Linked DNA regions of Ovis aries: region 2 is linked to region 1. The links are chromatin contacts, called in public Hi-C maps. All regions are on one chromosome and are shown on one strand. The core of a region is the stretch at or near the end of the contact, and the rest is flanking DNA. Distances in the headings are between cores, read along the strand shown.

Region 1 (5,925 bases), core at 1,005-3,504:
TACTAGATTATAAACTAGTCTATTGGAAAGTAGTGAACAAGACAGTTGAATGACTTTGCTTTCCAATGGTTTTTTTTTTCCACCTCTTGCTGTGGGGCAAGTGGGATCTTACTTCCCCCCATGAGGGGTCCAACCTGAGCCCCTGCAATGGAAGGGCAGAGTCTTAACCACTGGACTGCCAGGGAAGTTCCTCTAAGGCATTGTTCTTATAGAACTATTTTAATTATTTTTATCTTTATAGGTGTGTGTATGCAGTAAATGAAATAACAGAAGTGAACAGCAAAGTAATTAACTTTCAATTTTAAATGCCTGGACTTCCCTGGTGGCTCAGACAGTAAAGAATCTGCCTGCAATGCAGGAGACCTGGGTTCAATCCCTGGGTGGGGAAGGTCTCCCACTCCAGTATTCCTGCCTGGAGAATTTCATGAACAGAGGAGCCTCGCAGGCTACAGTCCATGGGGATCACAAAGAGTCTGACACGACTGAGCCACTAACATACTTTAAAATATTTATTTATATGTACACATATGGCAACCCACTCCAGTACTCTTGCCTGGAGAATCCCAGGGACGGGGGAGCCTGGTGGACTGCCGTTTATGGGGTCGCACAGAGTCGGACACGACTGAAGCGACTTAGCAGCAGCAGCAGCAGCACACATATATAATACACAGGAATTGATGCTTTTGAACTGTGGTGTTTGAGAAGACTCTTGAGCGTCCCTTGGACTGCAAGGGGATCAAACTAGTCCATCCTAAAGGAAATCAGTCCTGAATATTCATTGAAGGACTGACGCTCAAGCTGCAATACACCTGATGTGACGAACTGACTCATTAGAAAAGACCCTGATGCTGGGAAAGATTGAAGGAAGGAGGAGAAGGGGACGACAGAGGACGAGATGGTTGGATGGCATCACTGATTGTATGGACATGAGTTTGAGCAAGCTCAGGGAGTTGGTGATGGACAGGAAGCCTGGCCTGTGCCACGGGGTTGCAAAGAGTCGGACACGACGACTGAGCGAATGAACTGAACAATACATATTTATGTATATAGACACTACGTTGGAAGACTCAATTATTCTTGCCGTAATTTTTTTCCCTCTCTCCCCTAGCCCCATACTGTCTCTAGAAGAGCTCACACTTTTACCTCCAAGTTAACCAAACCACTAAATTTGCTTTGAGCACAAGGCGAGTTCGACGCGCCACCGGTAGGGGGCAAGAATCACCCAGCGTGCCCATTACCTAAGCAACGGGTTCAAACAGCATTCTCAGGATGACTTTACAAAAGGGTTACCAAGTTAATTTGTTTATTCTGGGTCAGGTCATTTAGTAGTAGTACCAGTAACAAAAATCATAACGGAGAATACAAAAATAAAAGAGGGGGGTAGCAACAGACCTGCAGCAATCATTAATTGAGAGCAACAGTTTGTTCAGGTTAGTGGGTGTGCGCGAGAAAAAGAGAAAGAGGGGCTAACCGCGCTCTCACTCCTTAGGATCTGATTATGGTAATGAAACAGCCGAGGGGCTCCAGTTACTTGCGGTTTCACATTAAATAAAGTGCTCTGAGCAAGCCTAAGAAACAATAAGTAGGCGAATATTTTCTTCTAGAACTCACTAAGGTAACAAGCGTTTCAAAGTGACAGAGACACTACTAGATAACTTCCTGGGCCAAAGCCACACACCAAAAACGTTTTGAAAACAGCTTCAGGCCCCTCCTAGCCGGACTTTGAAAGTAGGTGTGGCACGCATGCGCCCGGCCCACCAGCTGACCTCCTCGTGGCAAGTCAAAGCACCGACCTTCTTCCCGACAGCCCGCGGGGGAGAAAGGGCGGAGGAACGGAACTCTCGCGAGGTCTTTCGAGCGCCGGCGGAAGCAGTAGACACGTGACTCTCCTAGGCGGCCTTCGCCTTCCCCCCCTCCCCCTTCTCGGAAGCCCGGCCCCCTCACCCCTCGCCCACCCGGGAGCCGCGGTAATGGACCGTTTGGGTTCCGGAATTCCCTTGGATCCAACCACTGGTACCCGGTCGGCGGGAGCGACGGAGTTCGTGCTTGGCGGCGAAGGCAGGGGGCAGTCATGGGGGGGTGGAAATCATCTTCCTTCACCTAGGAGGGAGGCGGGGCGGAGAGGTGCTAGGGAGTGGGGTGTTGTGGGGGGGGGGGAGGGAGGAAGTCACGTGGGTCGCGCGGCGCGCGCTGCGTGCGCGCGGCGCCTCATCCGTCGCCCCACCCCCTCCCCGTGGGGCGGGGGGGCTTGGGGGGAGGGGCGTCAAGATGGCGGCGGGGAGGTAGGCAGAGCCGGACGCCGCTGCTGCCGCCGCCACCGCCGCCTCCGCTCCCGTCGCCTCTGGTTCTTCAAGCTCTAGTCACCTGAGAGAATCTGTTCCGGTGTCGGATCCGGCGGGGAAAGTAAGTCCACCTCTTATCCCTTTTCTGCCTCCACACTCCTTCTCCCGGACAGCCTCCCACTCCCACCCTCTTCAGGGGGCCGTGCAGGGCCGGGCTGAGGGGGGGGCCCGCCACCTCACCCTGGCTTGGGGCCTCCCTCGCCGCCCCCTCCGCTGCGCGCCCCGGGGTCTTCGGGGGCACGGTCCTGGCGGCGGCCCCGCCGCGCTCGTTTCCTCCGCCCGTCAGCGCCGGGCCCTGCGGTCGCCGCGCGTGGAGCTCTCGGGCCCCGAGGGCCCCGCTGTCCGGGGTTGGAGACACCTCGTTTAAGCGAGGAGTCAGCGTCTGCGGACGCCGGCTCCGGCTCTGCTTGGGTCGCCCTCTTTGGTTCCTCAGCTAGACCAGGGGTCTGTGAGGTCCTGGGACCCGCAGGAAAGTGAGCTCCGCAATCCTTCAAAAGTCCTCGTACCCAAGGATTGCTCCGGTTCAGGGCGAGAGTGCGGGGAGCGTCAGGACACCGCACCTACAATTTGCTGGTCACCTCGCCGTCGGGGTGGTGGGGACGGTACGTGGGACACGTGGGGCCACCTTCACGCTTCACCCAGTGATGAGGTTAATTTTGCCCCGAGCTCGCTCGCCCGCCCGCCTCCTAGACGCTAAGCAGGCATTTCTGTGGAGGGGCAAGTCGGTTGGGGATTTGCTTACTTTGAGAGTGTTTGGCGTAACGAGCATCTAAAGTTCCCCAAACCAGTGTATGCTGGTGGTTTCCCAGAAGTGGTTTGAAGTCGGTTTAACCGCTGAGGAGATTTGGATGTTCCTGAACCCTTGTGATTGTTTCTTTCCTGACCCTGGCATCCAGCTCCTCCCCTTTCCACCTCGGCTTTGTGCTTCTGTTTGGTTAATGTTTGCGGACCACTAACTTGATCCTCGCGCAGAGAAGCTCTTTTTTATGTGCGTGCTCGGTTAACTGTGGGAGGCTTTTGTTTTGGGGAGTAGTTGGTTGAGAAACGTGGGAAAAGAACGGGAGAGAAAATGAGAGTCAAAGAAAGCAACGTTTTTATCCATTGAATTGCGCAGCCAATTGTAACTGCACCCGGAAGTTTGTACTGAACACGTGTTGATGAGAGAAGGTTAAAAGCTGGGTCCCCTTTGACCTTTGAAGTTGATTATTAGCAGTTTATGTTGAGTTAAATATTTCATATTCTCAGTGTAACCAGAATTACAGACGGAATGGGGTTCTAAAGTGTCGGCCAAGGAGGGCCCAGAAAGCTGTCAAGTCCTTAGTTGCTCTCTATCGCTGTTCCTCCTAACAGTTGCAGTCACTTAAACCAGCTAACAGTGCGAAGGGATCCCATATTTTCCCAGTTATTTACTGCAGTCACAACTGATTTTTGTAAGCAGTGGGGAAAGCCTTCATCACTGCACAAAAGATAGTCTGTACAGAATTTCTAGGGTAAAATGTAGAATTTACTGCTGGTAGGACATGAGTTTTGCAAGCAAGGGGACGTTTTATTTTCATGTTTAAAGAAGTTGCTTCCAGTGTTTACCTTACCAGAGAAGACATCTTTACCGTTTTCCTCTGGCTTCTGCTTTTTATCTCCCAGTTTATTTCCAGTCTAAATTTATTCCTTACAGTTCTTAAGAAATTTAAGTAAATTTTAGTTCAGTTGCTGGAGAAGTGTTAAAAAGGGAGGCTTAGTGAGTGACTTATAGTTGATGAATTCATTCATCCAGTCATTCGTCCATTGAATGCTTTCATGTTTCAGACAGTTTTACAGGTTTTAAGGGCGTTACTGAGATTACTATTTAAAATGTGCAGTATGGAGGTTTTAAAGTTGTCCTCACGCCCCCCGCCCCAACCCGCGAAGACTTTAGGTACAGATAACATTTTGGCCTTTCTTAGTCTCTAAATTGAGCTTTGATTTGAGATTTGCTGATCTGCTTGTGAAGTAAGAAAGCAGGCAGGTCTGAGGGCTGGTCTTCGCCAATTACCTGGCTTTTCATGAGGCTCCGTGGGTTTTTGAAAATTGGAGTAAAAGAAAGATACTTTCTGAGAGGAATTGTTTTTCATTGAATATCCAATTAGTAACCAACATGATGTAATCCTTAAGTTTTTGCAGTTGTCTTTTTTTATGCTAATTGACAGATCCACTTTGATGTGGCTGAACTGAGTATTAAGGACAGCCTTGGGATACCACTGAAAATTTCTGTAGATGGAAAGGATAGGCTCTTGAAGAGCAGGAACTCTCTTATGAACAAAAAAAATATATATGGTACAAAACCCATCAAATTAATTTGCTTATTTACTTCTTAGGAGACAGTATGTAACACAGAGCAGTGATTTTCAAACCTTTTTACTGTATTCCATAGTAAGAAATGTGTTTTATATTGTGAACTAGCACATTAATACACACGTAGAACTGAGTTTTATATAATAATGTTTACTTTTTACTGTGTGCTGCACTAATTCTGTTCTGTATTTAACATATTTGAATAGTCTGTATTTGAAACATTTAAAATATGCTGGTCATAAGGTAAATTATTTGACAACTCATCCTGTTGTGACTAGCAGTTTGAAACATACTGGTATGGGATTCAAAAACACAGAATCTGGGAGGTGTGGTATCAGCCAACCTAGGTTTGTAATTCTGCTCCAAGCTTGCTTTGTTGTTAACTTGTTACAGTTCATCTCTCTAAGCCTCAGTATCTCATCTCCGACAAGGGGATAACAGGTAATTTTTACTTACGGATTATTTTGAGAGTTAAGAGAAAAAAAGTCCAACCATACAGTGAATGTTGGGAAGACTAGCCATCTGATTTTCATGTTGTTATCGAGAACATAGTTTCACCCTCCTCCCCCATTCTTTCTCATGGTGCTTTTTCAAAACATTTTTGGAACTTGTATATAATCTGCACATTCCTTTGTGATTCCATTCTTTCTATAGATTTTGTAGTAAGAGTGAGGGGAGGGGCATGGCACTGAGCAATTGCTGCTTGGGGAAGTAGGTGTTAAAAAATACAGATTATACCCTTTTAGGTAAAGAAAAATTTTTTTAGCAAACTTGTTTATATCTACCTTTCCTTCTACCTAATATTCTTAAGGAACCAGTACCTAGTAGACACTTAATGAATACTTGTTGATGGACTTACCAGTTAAATTCAAAGTGGATCATTATCCTTCAGATTCTTAAGCTAAATGTCAGTCCTCAGATATCCGGGCTGTGTAAAAACAAAAGTTGGGTCAAAATCAGACATGCTTAGCACTATTAAATAGAAAAATCCTTTTCAGGCAAAGATATATTTTGGGGGGGAGGATAATTGCTTTACAGTATTATGTTGGCCTTTGCCATATATCCGTGGAGTCACAAGAGTCAGGCACAACTGAGCGACAAACATACTGCCATATAGCAACATGAATCAGCCACAAGTATACCTATGTCCCCTCCCTAAGATTTTTTTTTAAAGATACTTCTTAAAAATGATACTATGTGTACACATCTGAAGATGTCTGCCACTTTTCTCTAGATATGCTGGTTAACTGGACAA
Region 2 (5,925 bases), core at 2,090-4,589, 310 kb after region 1:
CAGGCCTGTTAGAGTAGAAGCCTTAGTCCCAGCCCCCCCACCCCCAGGACTGAGCCTCAGCCCGCCACTCCCAGACCCCACCACCTGCCTTCTCTTTGATTTCTAAAGAGGGATTCTGCAGAGACCCTATGCCCCCTTCCCAGCTCGGTCTGAACCGCCTGCCTGCCCACCTGCCACGTCACAGCCTTCACGTCTCAACCCGTCTGTCTGTCTTGTCTGTCTGGGCCGCCTGTGAGCGGTGTCCCGACGTATCCCCACCCGCCCTTGCTGTCCCTGCTCCATCGGGCCTGAGTGTGCTCTGTGTACTGTGTTGTCATCTGTTACACTGATTAAAGAAGCAGGAAGGCTTCCTTCTGGGTCTCAGTACTGCGCCGGCCACCAGAGCACTGGGGGTGGGGGCTGGGTGGGGGGTGCAGCCTGCCCTAGGAGGTAAAGGCAGTCCTTCCCAGGACACAGTGTCAGCTGTGCTCACAATACCAACACACTCCCATGGGCCTTCTCTCTGCTGGGCTTCCTTCTAGCCCCTTCCTGGGTATGAACTCACTCTGTCCTCACAGCAATCCAGTGATGAAAATGGGTGCTGTCAGCCTCTGCCTCACAGAGGACACAGCCTGTGAGCTGGGCCAGGACTCCTCCCAGGCCAGCAGGACTCTCTTATCTGCAGAGTTAACAGCAAGGGTAGCAGCCTCCCTCCAGGCCTGAGGAAATCAGCTTAAGAGCCGAGGGTTTGGGATTCAGCTGGGGTGGAGTGGGGCTCTGGTCCAGGCCGGCTGACCTGAGGGTGAGGACCGCAAGAGTAGCTGGTGTGTGCCCCCCACCAAAGCTCCCAGAGTCCTTATCTTTGCCCTGAAGTCGGGTTGCCTCCTTCCCTCCCCCTCAGCACAAAAAGCAACAACACAGAAGATGTCTCCAACCAGGGAACATTTAATATCTGGGAAGGTGCGCTCTTTCGGGAGATGGGGGAGCTGACTTGGCCAGTGACCCCCGACCTCCACTCCCTGCATTGCAGAGGAGGCTGGGCCAGAGGCTGGTCTGCAGGAGAAAGAACACCCAGCGGGCTCCCCACTGTCCACCCTGAGGCCAGCCTCCAGGTCGTGCCAACACCATGTGTAGCAGGCCTTGGATGGGGGCCACGGGGGCCTCAGGGCAGGAGCCCTGCTCTCATCTGGAAGGCCAGGCCGTCCCCTCGGGTGGCTTGCTGGGGAAGAAAGCACACAGGAGGGGATAGGTCAGAAGAAGAGCTGGGGGTGGGCCTGGGTAAGGGGGCGACACCCACCTTATTGATCTCTCTCTGTCGTTCCTTGGTGACGATTTCTTCTAAGACCTCGCCGTCTCCCTTAATGAGCCTGGGGATGGGAGTGGGCAGGCTGAGCCTCTTAACTGAGAGGCCAGAGCACCAGAACCAGAAGCACCCGGCAGAGGGGTGCCAGGCCCAGGCCCCACCACCTCCTTGAGCAGGCTGCCACACCCTGCTGGCCACTCCCACTCCTCCCTCCTCACCTCCCTCCCTTGCCACAGAGATGAGGACAGAGGGTAGCTCTGCCATCAGACAGGCCAGCTGTGGCTCTTTGAAGACCCTCCCTCAAGGCCTTTCCAGCCCCTGCAATTGCCTACTTCAGCCAATAGGGAGCAATGGCCTGAGAAGTCTCATCAACAAGGGACTTTTCCCCTGGTCGTCAGCCTGTTTAGAGCAGCAGCAGCCCCCATCCCTCCTCCTGAGAGTGCAGTCTGGGGCCAGCGTGCCCCACCTGGTGCGTCCTGTCTCCGGGTCCACCACCTTGCGGATGACGCTCTGCCGGGCATCCCACTCCTCCTTGGTCATGGGCTTCATGGCCTGGATGCGGGACTTCTGCTCGTCCGTCAGGACTGGAAGGTAAGATGGCAGGGAGGCGGTGGCAGAGCCTCAGGGAGAGGACCCTCCCCGCCCTGCACAGCGGGCAGCGCAGTACCTGGGCCATCCTCTTCCTCCTTGGCTGCTCTGTGCCACTGGTCCAGCGAGGGTCCGGGCAGAGCCTCAGCCTGCTGCATTCTGGCCTTCTCCTTGCCTCTCTTCTTCAGCTTCTTCTTCCTTTTCTTCTTCTTCTTCCTCTTCTTGTCCTTGTGCTTCCCCCGCTTCTTCCGGCCATCGCTGGAGGAAGAGGAGGAGGACGAAGAGGAAGAGGAGCTAGAAGAACTGGAAGAAGAGGAGGAGGAGCTGGATCGTGGTCTCCTCCGGGCCTTGTGCTTGCTTCTCTCTGTGATGCAGGGAGAAGGTGAGGCTGGAAGGCCAGGAGGGGAAGAAGTAAACCTTCGTCCCCTTGCTCTGGCCTATAGCAGGCTCAGGCTGACTACCTCCTGGCAGGGCTTCAGCACGCTGTGGAGAGGCACTTTCTCGACGCCGCACACTGTCTGCCCAGGAGCAAGGTGGCCAGCACCCACATCTTAGGCCCTGCTACACCAAAATTATGATAAAGTGCTCGCTTCACTCCGTATTCAATGGGTTGGCCCAGCCCCTGGATTCTGAGGATTCTGAGCGTCTTTCATTCCAGATAGCGAGGACACTCTTGTGTCCCTCTGAATAGTGCTCCCTGCGATTTTCCAAAAGTCAGTCTGGAGAAGCCCTCCCGACTGCCTGCAACTTCCTCCCTGAAGTTCCCTCATCCCTTTCCCATTCCCTCTGGTCCTCACCCTCAGCCCCAGAGGAGGTGATGCTGGCCTTGCGGCTTTGGGATCTCGAAGCCGAGCAGCTCCTCCGGGCGTCCTTACTGCTCTTCTTCCTTTTCTTTTCCGACCCTCGCCCCCGGGAACGGCTGCGACTCCTAGAGCGCTTGCGGGAGCCGACGTGAGCCATAGCGCCGCGAACTGCACACACGAAGGCACACTTAAACTCGGGATCGATCACGGGGCCGGCCCGCAGACTGGGTTCCCAGGGAGGCTCTACTCTGGCCGAGTCGACCAGATTCGGCCTGGTCTTCTGCGGCCTGGCACCCATCACTACCCGGGGCAGCGTTGTTGAGGGGGAGTTGGAGCAACCTTGCGATCCTCACCCGCCCCCAACCCCGGGTAACCCAAGTTCTCCGCGGACTCCCGGCTCCTCCGCTGCGGCCCCTTTAAGGGTCCGCCCCCACGCGGACGCTTCACGGCTGCGCGCGCAGCTCAGGCGCCTCTAGGAACGGCCGCGCTCCTCAGATGCCAGGTGCGTTCCTCTTCCCTTTCCACGTGCGCCTACCCTTCACCCCGCGCCCTCCGCGGCCTTGCCGCCTCAAAGAAAGTCCCCGGGGTTGCTCTGCTCCCTCTTCAACCGCCCATCCGGCGGGACCGCCAACCCTGCACCACGCCTTCGAGTGAGGAAGCAACGGCTGGGTGACTTCCGGCCCAGGGCGGTGCACTGGGAGGCTGTCCGGCCGCGAAGCGAGGCGCTGCTGCCTTTAGTTCTGAAGCCCCAGGTTCCGTCTGTGGGGCAGCCCAAGAAACCGAGTCTGGCGCGCTCACCTCCCAGAGAGGCGAGCTGGGGCTCCAGGCTTCCGCCTCTAGGGGGAGCTCCCGGACGAGAGACCTGCTCGCCAGCCTGGTGCCAGTCCCAGAGCTCACAAGCCCTTTGCCGCAGCTATGCCCTCTCCCATCTTTAGCCTATTCGGTCGGCCCGCAGCAGCCCCAGTCCCTGTGAAGCCCAGGGGAGGAGGCCACTGTGGATTTTCTGCGGACATGTCCACACCAGCAGGCCGTGAGCTCCAGAACCTTGGTCTTTCCGATGTCTGCATTCAGTAATACAGAGGTCACAAACTCAGACGTCCATAGAAACCAGAAAGTTCACAGCAACCTATGAGGGACCCCTGTGAGGGAGTGTACCACAGGCCTCGAGAGTCTGGTCTCCCTGTTTTCTGCAGTGTGGACTGGGGCCGGATATTTCCAGATCTTCCCACTTTGCCAGGGGAGTCCAAACTCAAGATTTCAACATGGAAAACTCTCCCAAACATAGCATCGCTGCATGCCTCCTCCAGTCTTGGGGCCACCGAGTTGCAAACTCTTTGATAGTAATGACAGCAGCAAACCCAGAGGACTGTTGTAAATTGCTTTATAAATGGGAAGTCATTTGATCCTCAAAACAGCTCTAGGACATCGGTACTTTCCAGGAAAAAAGACTAAGGCAGAGAGAGGCAGGTGGCTTACCCAGTTACAACTGGAAGTGGCTGAATCAGAATTTGAATCCAGGCAGTCTGGCTCCAAGTTCCTGCTTCTAATCTTTCTGCAGTAACCCCTCCATACCATCCAGAAGATGGAGGTGACCCACCCAAATCCCCTTAGAAGACATGTGCACTCGACCTTAGCCATGGTGTCTGCTGCTGACACCCCACACCTTTACCCTGCTCTGGAAGATTTCCTTGGCCACTGGGAACCATGCTGCCCTGGAGGTGGATGTTTGGGAAGTTACTCACCCACTCCATACCCTGAAACACCCCATAGCCAATAACTGCTGTTGGGGGCAAACTGTGCTTCAATTCATGCTCCAGAGAGCCCTGTGGGATTGGGCTGAAACTGGATGCTGTGTCAAACCATCCTGATCCAGCTCCTTCCTGCCCTGTCCTGCTCCTCCCTGGAGCACTCCCTCCTTAAACCACATGCACAGGAATTCCTGTCTCAGGCTCTGGTCTACAAGCCTGACCTAAGCCAGCCTGTCTGCTGAAAGAATGACCCAGAAGCCTGTGTGTCCTCTTGAATCAAGAAGTGCTGAGGGCTGCAGGGTGTTTATTTCTGTCCTTGCCCGCCACACTGGCCCTGGCCAAGCTCAAGTTAGGGCACACACATCCACTGTGGCGGGCTCCTCGCGGGTGAAGCCATCACCGAAGCCCTCGTCGTCCACCAGGTCAGGCTTGCGGCAGCACATAGGGCAGAGGCGGTTGCGCACGGCTGAGGCCCGGAGCCAGACGACCAGGTTCCAGCGCTCACCGGTGCCCAGGGGCCGGGCCCCGTGCAGCTGGCCCCCACGGTGCAGGAGGCCCTGGCCCACCACGTGCTCCACCTCCAAGGGCTTGGCCAGGGTTGAAGGCACCTGTGGACAGTGGAACTCAGGCCTGGGTACTCACAGTGGCTCTGGCCCAGCCCCACGGGTTACACACACTAACCTGGAAGAGATCCCCGAAGTAGAGGGCACCCCCTGTGAAGGCCTTGCCCAGGGACACATTGAGGGTGAGCTCGGCATTATCGTAGTGGCAGCCTAGCTCACGGTCTTGGCCGGGTGCGTATTTGACCACAAAGGCCCGGTGGCTGTCTAGCCAGCCCCCGCCACAGTCTGGATACAGCAGGGCCATCAGCGGCTGGAGGAAGCGCTCCCGCAGTGGTGTTACCAGCGGTTCATCCAGGCCTAGCTCATGTAGCAACACCTGGGGGTGGGGGAGCTCAGAATTAGCAGGGAAGCTTGTAGGGCCTGTCCCTGGGTCCCTGGGGGAGTCCCTCACTAAGGACAGTGCTGAGTGCTGTGCAGACATCATCAACCTGCTTAACTTCATAATAATACTGCCTGATTTCATCTTACAGATGGTGAGACCAAGGCTTGGAGGAGGTCTGCGCTGGGAACACGTCTCCCCAGACGGAGGTCCCTGCCTCCTTGTGCTGGCGGGGTGGAGCCTCACCCACCCCATAGTTGTTCATGGTGTTGGGTCTTCCCTTGGGCATGTCTGACTGCTCGAAGTGCTCCAGCTCCTCCAGCAGGGCCTGGCAGAAGGGCGCTGTGAACACCGGCAGCCGGTAAATTCGCTTCTCCTCTGTGGAGGGAGAGGGAGCAATGGTTGGTTAGCCGGGATCTAACCTTTTCCCTTCCCCCCCGCCTCAGTCTCCTCATCTGTAGAATGGGGATGACGTGAGTACTCACCTTGTGATGATTAAATGGGCTCTTGTGATGATCAAATGACATAACGTGTGCGGCAAGGGTGCCCTATTCTTGGACCC

The links. A called contact is a pair of places that touch in the nucleus more often than the background predicts.
Region 2: a contact with region 1 is called in a Hi-C map of liver, with 2.9 times the contacts expected there. The contact joins the promoter of ARL6IP4 here to the promoter of SBNO1 in region 1. A contact is called at or near these places in 2 of 16 Hi-C or Micro-C datasets (hypothalamus and liver).

What each region holds. Positions count from the first base shown.
Region 1 is chr17:52,277,797-52,283,721 of ARS-UI_Ramb_v3.0, forward strand. It overlaps SBNO1 (strawberry notch homolog 1), which reads left to right and starts at 2,255. Exons shown (of 31, transcript XM_060401102.1): 1 at 2,255-2,403.
Region 2 is chr17:52,591,395-52,597,319 of ARS-UI_Ramb_v3.0, forward strand. It overlaps ARL6IP4 (ADP ribosylation factor like GTPase 6 interacting protein 4), which reads right to left and starts at 3,340. Exons shown (of 6, transcript XM_027956445.3): 1 at 3,209-3,340; 2 at 2,668-2,841; 3 at 1,950-2,234; 4 at 1,749-1,866; 5 at 1,277-1,346; 6 at 905-1,198. The coding sequence starts at 2,830. The coding sequence ends at 1,142. It overlaps OGFOD2 (2-oxoglutarate and iron dependent oxygenase domain containing 2), which reads right to left. Exons shown (of 5, transcript XM_060401131.1): 3 at 5,614-5,741; 4 at 5,103-5,360; 5 at 4,038-5,029. The coding sequence starts at 5,652. The coding sequence ends at 4,766. PITPNM2 (phosphatidylinositol transfer protein membrane associated 2) reads left to right here. Exons shown (of 28, transcript XM_060401114.1): 28 at 1-350.